2 separate regions of the Callithrix jacchus genome follow, and region 1 is linked to region 2. Evidence: chromatin contacts called from public Hi-C data. All regions are on one chromosome and are shown on one strand. The core of a region is the stretch at or near the end of the contact, and the rest is flanking DNA. Distances in the headings are between cores, read along the strand shown.

Evidence for each region. A called contact is a pair of places that touch in the nucleus more often than the background predicts.
Region 1: a Hi-C map of induced pluripotent stem cells shows a contact between it and region 2, with 1.7 times the contacts expected there. The contact joins two enhancer-like sites. A contact is called at or near these places in 2 of 3 Hi-C or Micro-C datasets (induced pluripotent stem cells and skeletal muscle).

Annotation. Positions count from the first base shown.
Region 1 is chr5:137,138,592-137,144,252 of calJac240_pri, forward strand. No RefSeq gene overlaps it. Among named protein-coding and RNA genes, the nearest start is that of ACTG1, 36 kb to the right of the region's middle. Within about 2 kb of position 4,165, at least 6 of the 16 cell types and tissues checked have an H3K27ac peak or open chromatin away from gene starts, as enhancers often do.
Region 2 is chr5:136,983,199-136,988,930 of calJac240_pri, forward strand. LOC144582731 (a long non-coding RNA gene) reads right to left here. Exons shown (of 3, transcript XR_013536074.1): 3 at 4,131-4,261. Among named protein-coding and RNA genes, the nearest start is that of SLC38A10, 18 kb to the left of the region's middle. Within about 2 kb of position 2,358, at least 2 of the 16 cell types and tissues checked have an H3K27ac peak or open chromatin away from gene starts, as enhancers often do.

The DNA of each region.
Region 1 (5,661 bases), core at 2,915-5,414, 160 kb after region 2:
AGAGTCCCCCTTCCAGCCTGTTTCTTCCACCCCATTGTCTTCTCTACCCCATTCCTGACTTTGCATAGAGGTTGCAAGCCTCAGGGCCTTCCAGCAACCTATACCCAGCCATGCTTCATTTTCTGAACTCGGGTTTCAAACATGAGGAAGGAATTGAGGCTGCATTCCCAGAGTGCTTACTGGTGGCTGCGCATGGGGTCACGCAGGCCCCCCAGTAAGTCTCCCATCCACGGAGATTTCGGGATGATGGGGACGCGGAGCAACTTCCCCACCCCCCAAATGGCCTACGGGAAAGGACAGACAGTCCCCAGTGCCAGCACCGTGTGGAGTAATCAGAACCCACCTGGTCAGGACAGCAGCTTGGAGAGCTGGCATGTCTGCCAACACCCACCAGAGACCCCCACTGTTGGGCACAGGTCCAGGAGACTCACACCTGAACGTTCGTAGCAACACTATTTGTAAACTTTGGAGATAACCTAAATGTCTGTCAACAAGAGACTCAGTAGATAAAGTGCTACATCCAGACAGCAGAATACAACACAGCAACGAAGAGAACCACTGCAGACACGCGGCGATGAGCCAGCACAGGGGAGCACAATGGAGAGGACCGCTGTGCACCTCCGCCAGTGTGAACTAAGCACCAGGGACAGCAGCCTCTGGGATGGGTGTCAAAGCTCCTGGGCTGCCATGGGAGGGCCACGAGGGAGCCACTGAGTGCTGTGAGTTCTCTGGACTGGGGTGATGGGTTCATAGCTATACAGGAAGGTGAAAGTCCAGTGATCTGCAGCTTATGATTGGTGCACTTACTTCATTATTATTATTATATATATATATATTTTTTTTTTTTGAGACGGAGTTTCCCTCTCGTTACCCAGGCTGGAGTGCAATGGCACTATCTCAGCTCGCTGCAGCCTCTGCCTCCCCAGCTCAAACAATTCTCTTGCCTCAGCCTCCTGAGTAGCTGGGATTACAGGCGCCCACCACCACGCCTGGCTAATTTTTTCTATTTTTAGTAGAGACAGGGTTTTGCCATGTTGCCCAGGCTGGTCTCAAACTCCTGGCCTCCAGTGATCCACCTGCCTTGGCCTTTCAAAGTGCTGGGATTACAGACCAAAACCACCACCTCACCCAGCCCACATTTTAAATAACAATTTAAGGCCGGGAGCAGTGGCTCACACCCATAATCCCAGCACTTTGGGAGGCCAAGGCAGGAGGATCACCTGATGTCAGGAGTTCAAGACCAGCCTGGTCAACATGATGAAACTCTGTCTCTACTACAAAAATACAAAAATTAACAAGGTGTGGTGGCGGCACCTGTGGTCCCAGCTACTTGGGAGGCTGAGGAAGGAGAATCACTTGAACCCAGGAGGTGGAGGTTGCAGTGAGCCAAGATCTTGCCATTGCACTCAAGTCTGGGTGACAGAGCGAGACTTCATCTCAAAAATAAAATAAAATAAAATAGAACGTGGTCGAGCATGGTGGCACACACCTGTAGTCCCAGCTACTCAGGAAGCTGAGGTGGGAGGATCACTTGAGTCTGGGAGGCGGAGGCTGCAGTGAGCCAAGATCATGCCACAGCACTCCAGCCTGAGTGACAGAGTGAGACCTTATCCCAAAAAGAAAAAAAAAACCCATCCACCAGCCCAGGATGCCCTTCCTCATGAGAAACAGGCCTGGAGTTGGGGGCACTTCTGATTCTGAGCCACTAAATTCCAACTTCCAAATTTTATTTTATTTTATTGTCTTATTTTTTGAGACAGGCACTCACTCACTCTGTTGCCCAGGCTGGAATACATTGGCGCGGTCAGGGCTCACTGCAGCTTCAACCTCCCTGGGCTCAAACAATCCTCCCACCTCGGCCTCTGAAAGTGTCGGGATTACAGGCATGATTCACCGAACCCAGCCCAGATCCCAGCTTTTGATGTTGCTGGAGTTCGGTGGCAGGTAGGGCCATCTGTGTGCCAGCTGTGATTGATTAGCAGGGGCTGCCTGGAGTTGAGGGCCTGAGGCCACTGTTGGGCTCTGTGGGAGAAAGTGGCTGATGGATTAGTCATGTCTGCCACGTGCGCTGCAGGAGTGAGAGGCAGCCTCCTTGTCCCTGAGAGAGGGCCATCCTCACTAACCTCACAGCCCCCCACAGGCAGCTCACTCCAGCCAAGCCCACCACCAGCTCCTCAACTGCAACAAATGCTTATAATGATAGCTCACATATACTTATGGAGCCTGTAATTACCAAGATGCTGTGCTGCACATCACCTACATCCCCTAAGCCTGCCCAGCAACCCTATCATCATCACCATATGACAGGTGGAGAAGCCAGGGGCAGGGGTGCCTCACCCTGGTCTCCTGATGCCTGAGAGGCAGAGGCCGGCTGTGCACAGACACAATCCCCAGACGCCACGTCCTTGATCCCCATGGTGGCACCTCCTTGCCCCCTGCCTTTCTTCAGCTTCTCCACCGCTCCTACTACCTGCCCTTCAAAGCTCAAGTGCCACACCCTCTCCTCCCACTCCTGAGCCTCTCAGGGGACCTGGGTTCAAGCCACCTCACCGTGAGCCCGTGCATGGCAGCATTGTTGGACCACAGATGTCTGCAAGTCTGGATGACATCCTTTCTCCCTTGGGCTCCCTGGGGCTGAACCCAACCTAGCAGAGAAAGGCTCCCTGAGAAGGTTTGGTGAGTGAATAAATGTCCCCTTCCTCAGAAGGATGCCCCCATCTCAGGCCTCACCCAGGCAGACTCATCCTCCTTCCAGATGCAGGCCCCTTGAAGAGACAACAGCTAACAGGATCAGTCCCTGCCCTTGGGAATTAAGGTGCCAGCAGTGACTTGTGACAGCTGCTAAGATGGGCAAGCGCCGGAGCATCTGGGAGGACCCCCGGAAGAGGTGACTGGACAGCGCTGGGCATGCACAGACACAGGGATTCCTCCTCCACAGTCCTGCCTCATTTTGTGACTCATTACTTACAGGATGGCCTCCTACGAATGGGAAGCTCTCCCAGGAAGGCCCCCTTGGCTCTGGGACAGCTCCTAATGGTTCTGCAAGAGGAGGCACTCAGCCTGGCCGTGCCCCATCTTAGGCATCCTCTGGATGGGCTGCACATTGGTTTCATTATATGTCACTGCCCACAAAACAAAGCAGAACAGGAACATTTTCTACGACGCTTTTACTCACACTTCCAGACAGGTGCTGGACACCTTCCCAGGGCCCCACCACAACCCCTGCTCTGTGCCCCGGGAAGCTGGCTGTAGGCACCGGATCCATGGGGCCTCCTTGCTCCCTGGCTTCCACCTGCTTCAGCCAATGCGCAGCCCGCAGGCGCGCGAAGCAGGCAGAAGGGGTGAGGTCAGTGTACAGCAGCAGCTCCTCCCTGCCGGGTGGCTGTGTCCCTCTCCAGGGTCACGGCTCCTGAAGACTGCCTCTTCTATGGCAGGTCTTCTGCCTCTTCTATGCCCTCCAGGTCTCAGGGGGTAGCAGCTCCCCCCCATTGTTGCTGGCCCTGGGTACTACTGCACATCTCTCCTTTAATTTTTATTCAACTCTCCTCAAATACCCTGTCTGAGGGTGCCGTAAAAATGCAAGGCTGTGTCAATTGCCCATATCAAAAAACATATTTGTAGGTTCCACTTGGAGTAGTTTGGAGGGGAGACTAATGGAAACTGGTGGGAGGCTAGCCCCCAAGCCTCCGCTGGGGGCCACCGCTGTCTGTGTCCCTAGGGCCCTGGAGTAGGTGTCAATGACAGGCTCAATCAATGAATGAATTGATCCCACCACCACCAGCGGCAGGCCCGCCTCTTCCTTCCACAGACCACCTCAGCCTTCCCGCCTCGCCAGGTGAGACTGCCTTCGCTCCTGGTCCCTGAGCGCCGCTCGTTCCACCTCCCGCGTGGACAGGGGGGCAGCCGCGACGCCGACCCAGCGTCTCCTAGCCGGGAATCGCACAGCACCCGGCGACGGCTCGGAGCCCCATGCGCCCGAAGCCTCGGCGCCGCCCGCTGGGGGCCTCGGGACAGCCAGGGCGGCGGGGGGTGGCGCGGGTCGCGTCCCCGAGGCGCGCCGCGCGCGACCGAACCCCGCGCCCCGCCCGCTGCAGTCCGCTAACAGCCGCGCGCGCCACCCCACGTGGGGCAGCACGGGCTGGCGGCCCGGACACCCGATTGGCCACCGCTCAGCCAATCAGAGAGCGGAGGCGGCAGCGGCCTCGCCGATTGGCCGCGGCGAGCCGGCCAGGGTGAGGGGGCGGGGCGGGGGGCCCCTTTTGTTCTCTCCGCACCTTGGGGTCCGTGCAGCTGCCAGCGCCCCCGCCCTGGAGCCGGGGTCCGCGCTGGGCGGTCTGGGGGACGGGGGCGCGGCCCAACGCCCCACCCCCAGCTTGTTCACAGCCGCCAGGACCCAACGCCCGAAGCGCTGCTAGCGTGGGGCCTGTCCTGGGTTGAGTGCTTTCAACTCCGTCCATCAGTTTCCCTCCCCTCGTCTTCTCCCTGTGTCCTGGGAATTGTGGAAAAGCGCAGCCCTTGACAAATTAGCTTGGGACCTTCCTGAAACCTAAGCCAATGATAAAAAGGCCTGATCTTGCCTGAGAGGGGCCGTGAGAGACCCCCCACCCCCCCAGCAGGGGAGCAGGTGTCCAGGTAACCCTAACCTGAGACCGTTTTCAGGGTGAGCTTTCTCCTAATCACGAGTGGATGTCTTTGTCCCAGGTAGGGCTGGATAAGGGTGGGCAGAGGTCCCCACAGTCACAGCCTGGCCAGCTCTGCAAATGCTCCCGAAACCGTCCATGTCTGCAGTCACTCAAACAACCAATCAATCACAGTGGCCTCCCTCTGGGGTGGAAAGTGGTGAGACCAGGGACCGTCACAGGGAGAGAGGGCCGCAGGTGGGGCAGGGGTATCAGGGGTTCAGCCTGGGTCTCCTGACTTCCAGACCCACGTCTTTCCCTACACACCACCTGAGAGCATCTCCTGGCGCGGCTGTGACTGCACACATCCCTGGGAAAAGGACTGGCGGCAACACTGAAGCTGTGGACACAGGGCTCCCAATCTAGACAAGGGGCCTCTCCTCTGCAGAGGACAGGATCAGGACCTGGGAGCCCTCAGTCCCCCTCCCAGCACTGATTACTTGGAAAAGTCCCAAGCCTGGGTTGATGGAGAAAGTGGGATCCCGACAGTGGCCTGGGCCTGGAATGGCAACTTGACCAAAACAGGGGTCATCTCCAAGGTCACCCTCCCAGACCTGGGAGTCTAAAAACACTTAAACCCTTAAGAATGAGGCGTTTGCATCAGATCACTGTTCAGGACACCACTGGTGCCATGGACGGAGCAGTCCCTGGGCCGAAGTGGCTGCTCTGCTCTGATGAGCATGGCCACCCTTGAGAGCTCCCAGGCCCAGGGGCCTCCCCCAAAGCCTGGAGTAAGTGGCCCCTGGAAGGACTCCCAGCCCAGAGCCTTGGCAGGTGTCTGCGGCTCCCCAGGGGTGGGGTGCTGGGAGGCTGACATTTGCGGAGTGTTTTTACTGTTGAACAAATTGAATCAATTAAACAGGCCCCATCGGGGTGGCTGGAGCTGGTGAACAGGAGGGAAGAGGGAAGCAGAGCCAAGGGGAAGGCAGGAGGGCGTCTCCCCAAGCGTGGTTCAGACGCATCAGGGCAGGAGACTCCCCAT
Region 2 (5,732 bases), core at 1,108-3,607:
ACCGGGTAGCCTCTGCTGTCTCTCAACCCATCTTATGACTGAGGCCAGGGAGGCCGGCAGGCTTGGGAAGCTGTCCGGGGAGGCTCCCCGGTGTCCAGCTCTGCCTGGTCCCCCCACCCAGGCCCTGCCAGCCCCAGAGCACTATGTTACACAGCACTCAGGGGCCACGCCATGAGAGCTGCTCCTCAAGCAGGGGGCTCCCAGCCGCTGCCAGCCAGAGGTTTCAGGCTGCCTTGGGGAAGCCCCTTCTCCAGGGCCTCTTTGGTTGCACAGGGAGCCCCGTGTGTCCCTCCCCCAGGGTCTCCACTGGACAAGAGGCTGCAGCAGCTGACCCGGCAAAATGCAGCTTCTTCTGCCTCCCTCAGCTGTGGAGGGAGGCGCTGAGAGGAGGGGGCGGCCTCTGAGCTCACTGAGGCCTCTCCACTCACTCAGGCCTCCCCACGGTGCCTCTGGGTCCTGCAGGCAGCCCAGCTGGCCCCAAGGGACAGTCGAGTTCACCCACTGGCACACGCCAGAGTCTGACCCGTACCCAGGCCTGACCAGCCAGCCTTCCCTCCATCCCCTCCTGAACAATGGCTCTTTCAGTACATGGCCAAGAGGCCACTTGCCAGCAGGAGCAGGCAGATGACGGACAGGCTGAGGGAGTGGGAAGGAGGCTGGCGCCCCAGCCCAGGGGTGGCAGGCAGCCAGGGAGGACAGCCATGCTCTGTCCGAAGGGCTGAGGCTCAGGAGGGTGGGGAGGACCCAAGGCCTGGGGTAGTAACAAGGCACAGGCTAAGGAGCATTATCAGAGCAGGGCAGGGCTGTGGGAATGGACCCACCCACACTCTCCCCAGCACCCAGCAGCTCCCCCAGCTGAGGCCTCTGGGGACGCAGAACTCCCCAGGTTTCTCCTCTTCCCAGCCTCAGCCTCCCCTCACCCTGCCCTGCCCAGCCTCAGGTGTTACTCCCTCTACTGGGACCTCCCAGAACTTTCCTCTGGGCCCAGCACATGGCACCGACTCTCCTGCCCTGGGATCCTCCAAGGTGTTGCATGGATGAAGGCTGTCCTAAGTGGCCTCGCCGTCCACCTGGGAGCACACGCTGGGGTTCACAGCTCCCCTGAGGGGCCGGTGTGGGGGCAATGAGAGTTGAGGGTGTATCATTGTCTCTTACATGCACACGTGTGTATACATGCACACACACAATGCACGCATATGCACACACACGCACATGCTCATGCATACACACATGCACACACTCACACACATGAACACATGCACATACATACACGTACACACATGCACATATGCACTTGCACTCGTAGATACACATACATATGCACAGATACATATATGCACACATATGCACACACATACATGCACACATACACATACACGCATACACGTGCACATAAGTGCACACATGCATGCACATGTATACAATGCACACATACACGTACTCACATGCACACACATGCACGCGCACACATGCACACACTTACACCCATGCACATGCAAACATGTACACACGCACACATAAACATGTACACACACATGCACACATGCACATGTGCATATACATGCACATGTACATACGTGTGCACACACAAATACATGTACACACAGATACACACATGCGCACATCATGCACGTGGTCTTTCCCCACCTAACCCTGTCAGTCTGCTGCCCCAGATCCTCACGCTGGGTCTGAGGGTGTGCTGGCTGCCAGGGGAGCGGGGACCATCTTGCGGCTGCATGGTCTCTGCCAGTCTGGGGTGCTCTGCAAGAATGGAGGCTGCAGGGGCTGGAGAGCCTGAAGAGGCCATGCAGAGTCGTCAGCCCTGCAGGAGCCTGCCAGAAGGGGTCCCTCTGCCTCAGCTGCCTTCTCCCTCCTCCCTCACTACTGCTCCTAAAGCCCCTGGCAGGGCCAGCGCCCCAGGGACCCTGTAGGAGAGCCCTGCAGAACTGGCCTGCACACTCTGCCCAGGTTGGCCCACTCCCTGGGCCCTGGGCCCTGTCCTGTGCAGGCCCACTGGCCACGTGGGTGTGACATCCAGAAGGCAGAATGGGCAGATTTGTTTTCTTCTGTTTTGTGGTTTAAGCGTCACTGTGCCAGCCCTGGCTCCCTGGCCCTGAGCCCTGGAGGGGCCCTGGCTCTTGCCTCAGGGTCCCCCCAGCCCCACTGCTCAGCCCAACTCTGCACCGTTTGTCCATCACCGTGGGTTTATTTTCCCTGGCCGCCACTGACCCTGGCCATGTGGCCCTCAGCGTTCTGCCCAGGGATCTGTCTGAGGGTCTTCTCCACATCCCAGTTCTTCCTCCTCCTCCACTCTGCCTGAACTCCATGATATTAACTGCTCAGGCCAGTGTGGCCCAGGTACAGACTTATGTAGGGCAGGCCTGAGCTCCCCAGGGCCTGGCTGACGGGGAAAAGCAGGTTACAGCCACTGCCTCAGGGCTGGGCACATTTATAGAACCGGCCAGGAGCTGTGCATGGAGTCTGGGATTTCACGGCCTCCCCAGCATGGGCAGGGTGATCCATGCTTGAACAAGTGAGTCATGCCCAGTGTCACATCAAAGCCCAGAGTTCTGGGGACTCACTCTGTGCCTCAAAGGGGTGATATGAAAAATACCCATCAGGCCAGGCGTGGCAGCTCACATCTGTAATCCCAGCACTTTGGGAGGCCAAGACGAGTGGATCATATGAGGTCAGGAGTTCGAGACCAGCCTGGCCAACATGGTGAAACCCCGTCTCTACTAAAAATACAAAAATTAGCCGGTGTGTAGTGGGTGCCTGTAATCCCAGTTACTCAGGAGGCTGAGGCAGGAGAATGGCTTGAACCTGGGAGGCGGAGGTTGCAGTGAGCCGAGATCATGCCTATGCAACAGAGCAAGACTCCATCTCAAAAAAAAGAAGAAAGAAAAAGGATAGGCCTCAAACATACCCAAGTAGTCTCCCATTCTGATGTGTTTTCATACAACTTTATTTTTCCCTATCTCCAAAAACTAAATTTTCTAACTCTAATGGAACAAACAAAAGCTCAGGAAGCCAGCAAGGTTGCGTGCCCACGTGAACTGGCATAGATGGGGCTGCTCATCTGGGGTGTGGATTAGCGTAGAGAGCCATCCGGAGATAAACATGTCATGGGGACTTAGGGACTTGGGAATGACCAAGTGCCTGGCTGTCCCCGGCTGGGCCCTGGTCTTCCACACCCAGGAGAGCCCACGGCTCCTCTTCCTCTCATCTCCCGGGACTGAATCGATGGAGACCGCCCCCTGGACGGGCCCTTGTGGGGGCTCCCTGACTGCCTGCCCTGATCCCCGTCCCCCCACTGGAGCCGGACAGGGCCGCCCGCAGCTCTGTCTTCCCAAACACGCCTCTCTCTCCCACAAAATAATTTAATGCAATTTAATGGCTTGAAGTTGATGTAAAAATTACAGGCGTGTGCGGGCGGGGTGGGGTGGGGGCCTCGTAAGAAATCCTTTTGAAAATATAATTGAGTTAATGGAGCCATAACTATGTCTCATTTTGGGGTAATTGGCCTGCTTTTTGTCACCCTGTCCATTTACATACTCCTGTTTTCTTTTTGCTATTGATTTTTTCTTTATAAAGTGGGCCACTTTACTGCAATTTTTAAAGCCCCAGTGATGAATAAAACCTCATCTTCCCACTCATTAAGACACAGGAATTAGTCGGGCTCAGGGCCCAGCCAGTCAATTTGTTTAACAATCCCAGGCTGGCGGTGTTTTGGTCGAGACAGGGGCTGCCTTTCGCAAGAGGGACTAGAGAGTGGCGGACCCGGGCGAGGGCTCCACCCCAGGGGAGAAGTCCGTGCTCTCCACCTGCCCCGGACCTTGACTCCGGGATGCCCCTCCCACTCTCCATTTCCCTCCCTTGCTAAAGGCTTCAGCAGCCTTGGACCCCCGAGTCGGCCTTACTGCGGCTGTGACCACAGCCCCACCCACCCGCCTTTCACTGCAGACCAAGGTCGCACTTCCTTTAGGAAATGTTTTTATAATTATAAAATCCATGCACACACAAAGAAAATGAAGCCAATGGCACAATGGGATTTAAAGCAAAAAGTAGCAAACCCTCCCACCCCAGGCTCCAGAGAGGCGTCTGTGAACCGCCTGCTTCGGCTTCCCATGCCCAGGCCCTCTGCGCATGCAGAGAGGTGGAAGCTACGTGCGTCGAATCCACACACAAATCCAGTCCTGCCATACCTGACACTCGCAACTTGGCGTCTGTCTTCATTTCATTACTATCCCATGAACATCTTCTATAGTAGGACAGAAACCCACATACCATTTTTCATGACTTTGTAGCATTTCTCTGCCTGTCCACACCCTGGTACATTTAGAGGACCAGCTGCCTGAGGGTACTCTGCCTGAGGGATTACAGGGTTTCCCAGAACCAGGGATTTTCAGTACCGACACTGGGATCGCCCTGGGCACACTGGGATGGTTGGCCAGCTGATATGTATTTGGCCAGTTGTACTGTTGGACATTCAGGTTGCTTCCAACTTTTCAACATAACAAAACGCTACCGCAAAGGACGTCTCTGTTCATGTAGCTTGTGCCCTTATGCAAGTACCTCTGGAAGATAAAATTCCTAGAAAACAAATTGCCAGGTGAAAGCTATGCAGATTTCAAATAGTGACTGATATTGCCAAATGGCCTTGCAAATGGGTGCCAATGTACACATCACCCCCCTTCCCCGGCCAGGGATGGCAACCTGTTTCCCTGCCTCTGTGGGAAAGCTAGATACTGTCGGTCATTCTGACCCTTGCCATCTGACAGAGGACAAATAGAACCGTGGATTTTAAATTTAATCAGCTTTATTGAGCTATACTTTATTTATTTATTTATATTTATTTATTTTGAGACAGAATCTCACTGGAGTGCAATGGTGTGATCTTGGCTCGCTGCAACCTTGCCTCCCAGGTTTGAGCGATTCTCATGCCTCAGCCTCCTGAGTAGCTGAGATTACAAGTGCCCACCACCATGCCCAGCTAATTTTTTGTATTTTTAATAGAGATGGGGTTTTGCCATGTTGGCTAGCCTGGTCTCCAGCTCCTGACCTCAGGTGGCCCGCCGACTGCAGCCTCCCAAGTGCTGGGATGGCAGGCATGAGCCACCACACCCAGCCAGGATGACACTTTAGATACAAGAAAATTCACCCATTTTAAGTGTATAGTTGGATGTGTTTTGACAAATATTGACAGTTGTGGAACCACCACCACAATCGAGACACAGAACACTAGCTACTTGGGAGGCTGAGAGGGAAGGATCATTTGAGTACAGGAGTTTGAGGCTGCAGTGAGCAGTGACTGCACCACAGCACTCCAGCCTGGGTGACACAGCAAGATCTTGCCACTTAAAAAAACAAACAAACACACATACAGAACCTACCCAGCATCTCAGAAACCCAGAAAGTTCCTCCAGGCTCCTTTCAATCTCAAACCCAATTTCAGCCCCAGGCAACCATGGGTCTACTTTTGGTCACTATGGATTAGTTCTGCCCTTTCTAGAATTTCATAGAAATGGAGTCAGCAGCACACACTGGCTTCGCTGGCTCAGCATGGTGATTTCAGATGCATCTATGCTGTTCCATGCACCACAGTTTTACCCCCCAATTGCCGAGCAGCCCCCCAGTCTGGGTGCCCCGTGTGTGCACCCCTCACCTGCTGGTGGGCATCTGGGCTGTTTCTTCCAGTTCATAACATAGAGCTGTTATGAACACTTGTGTAT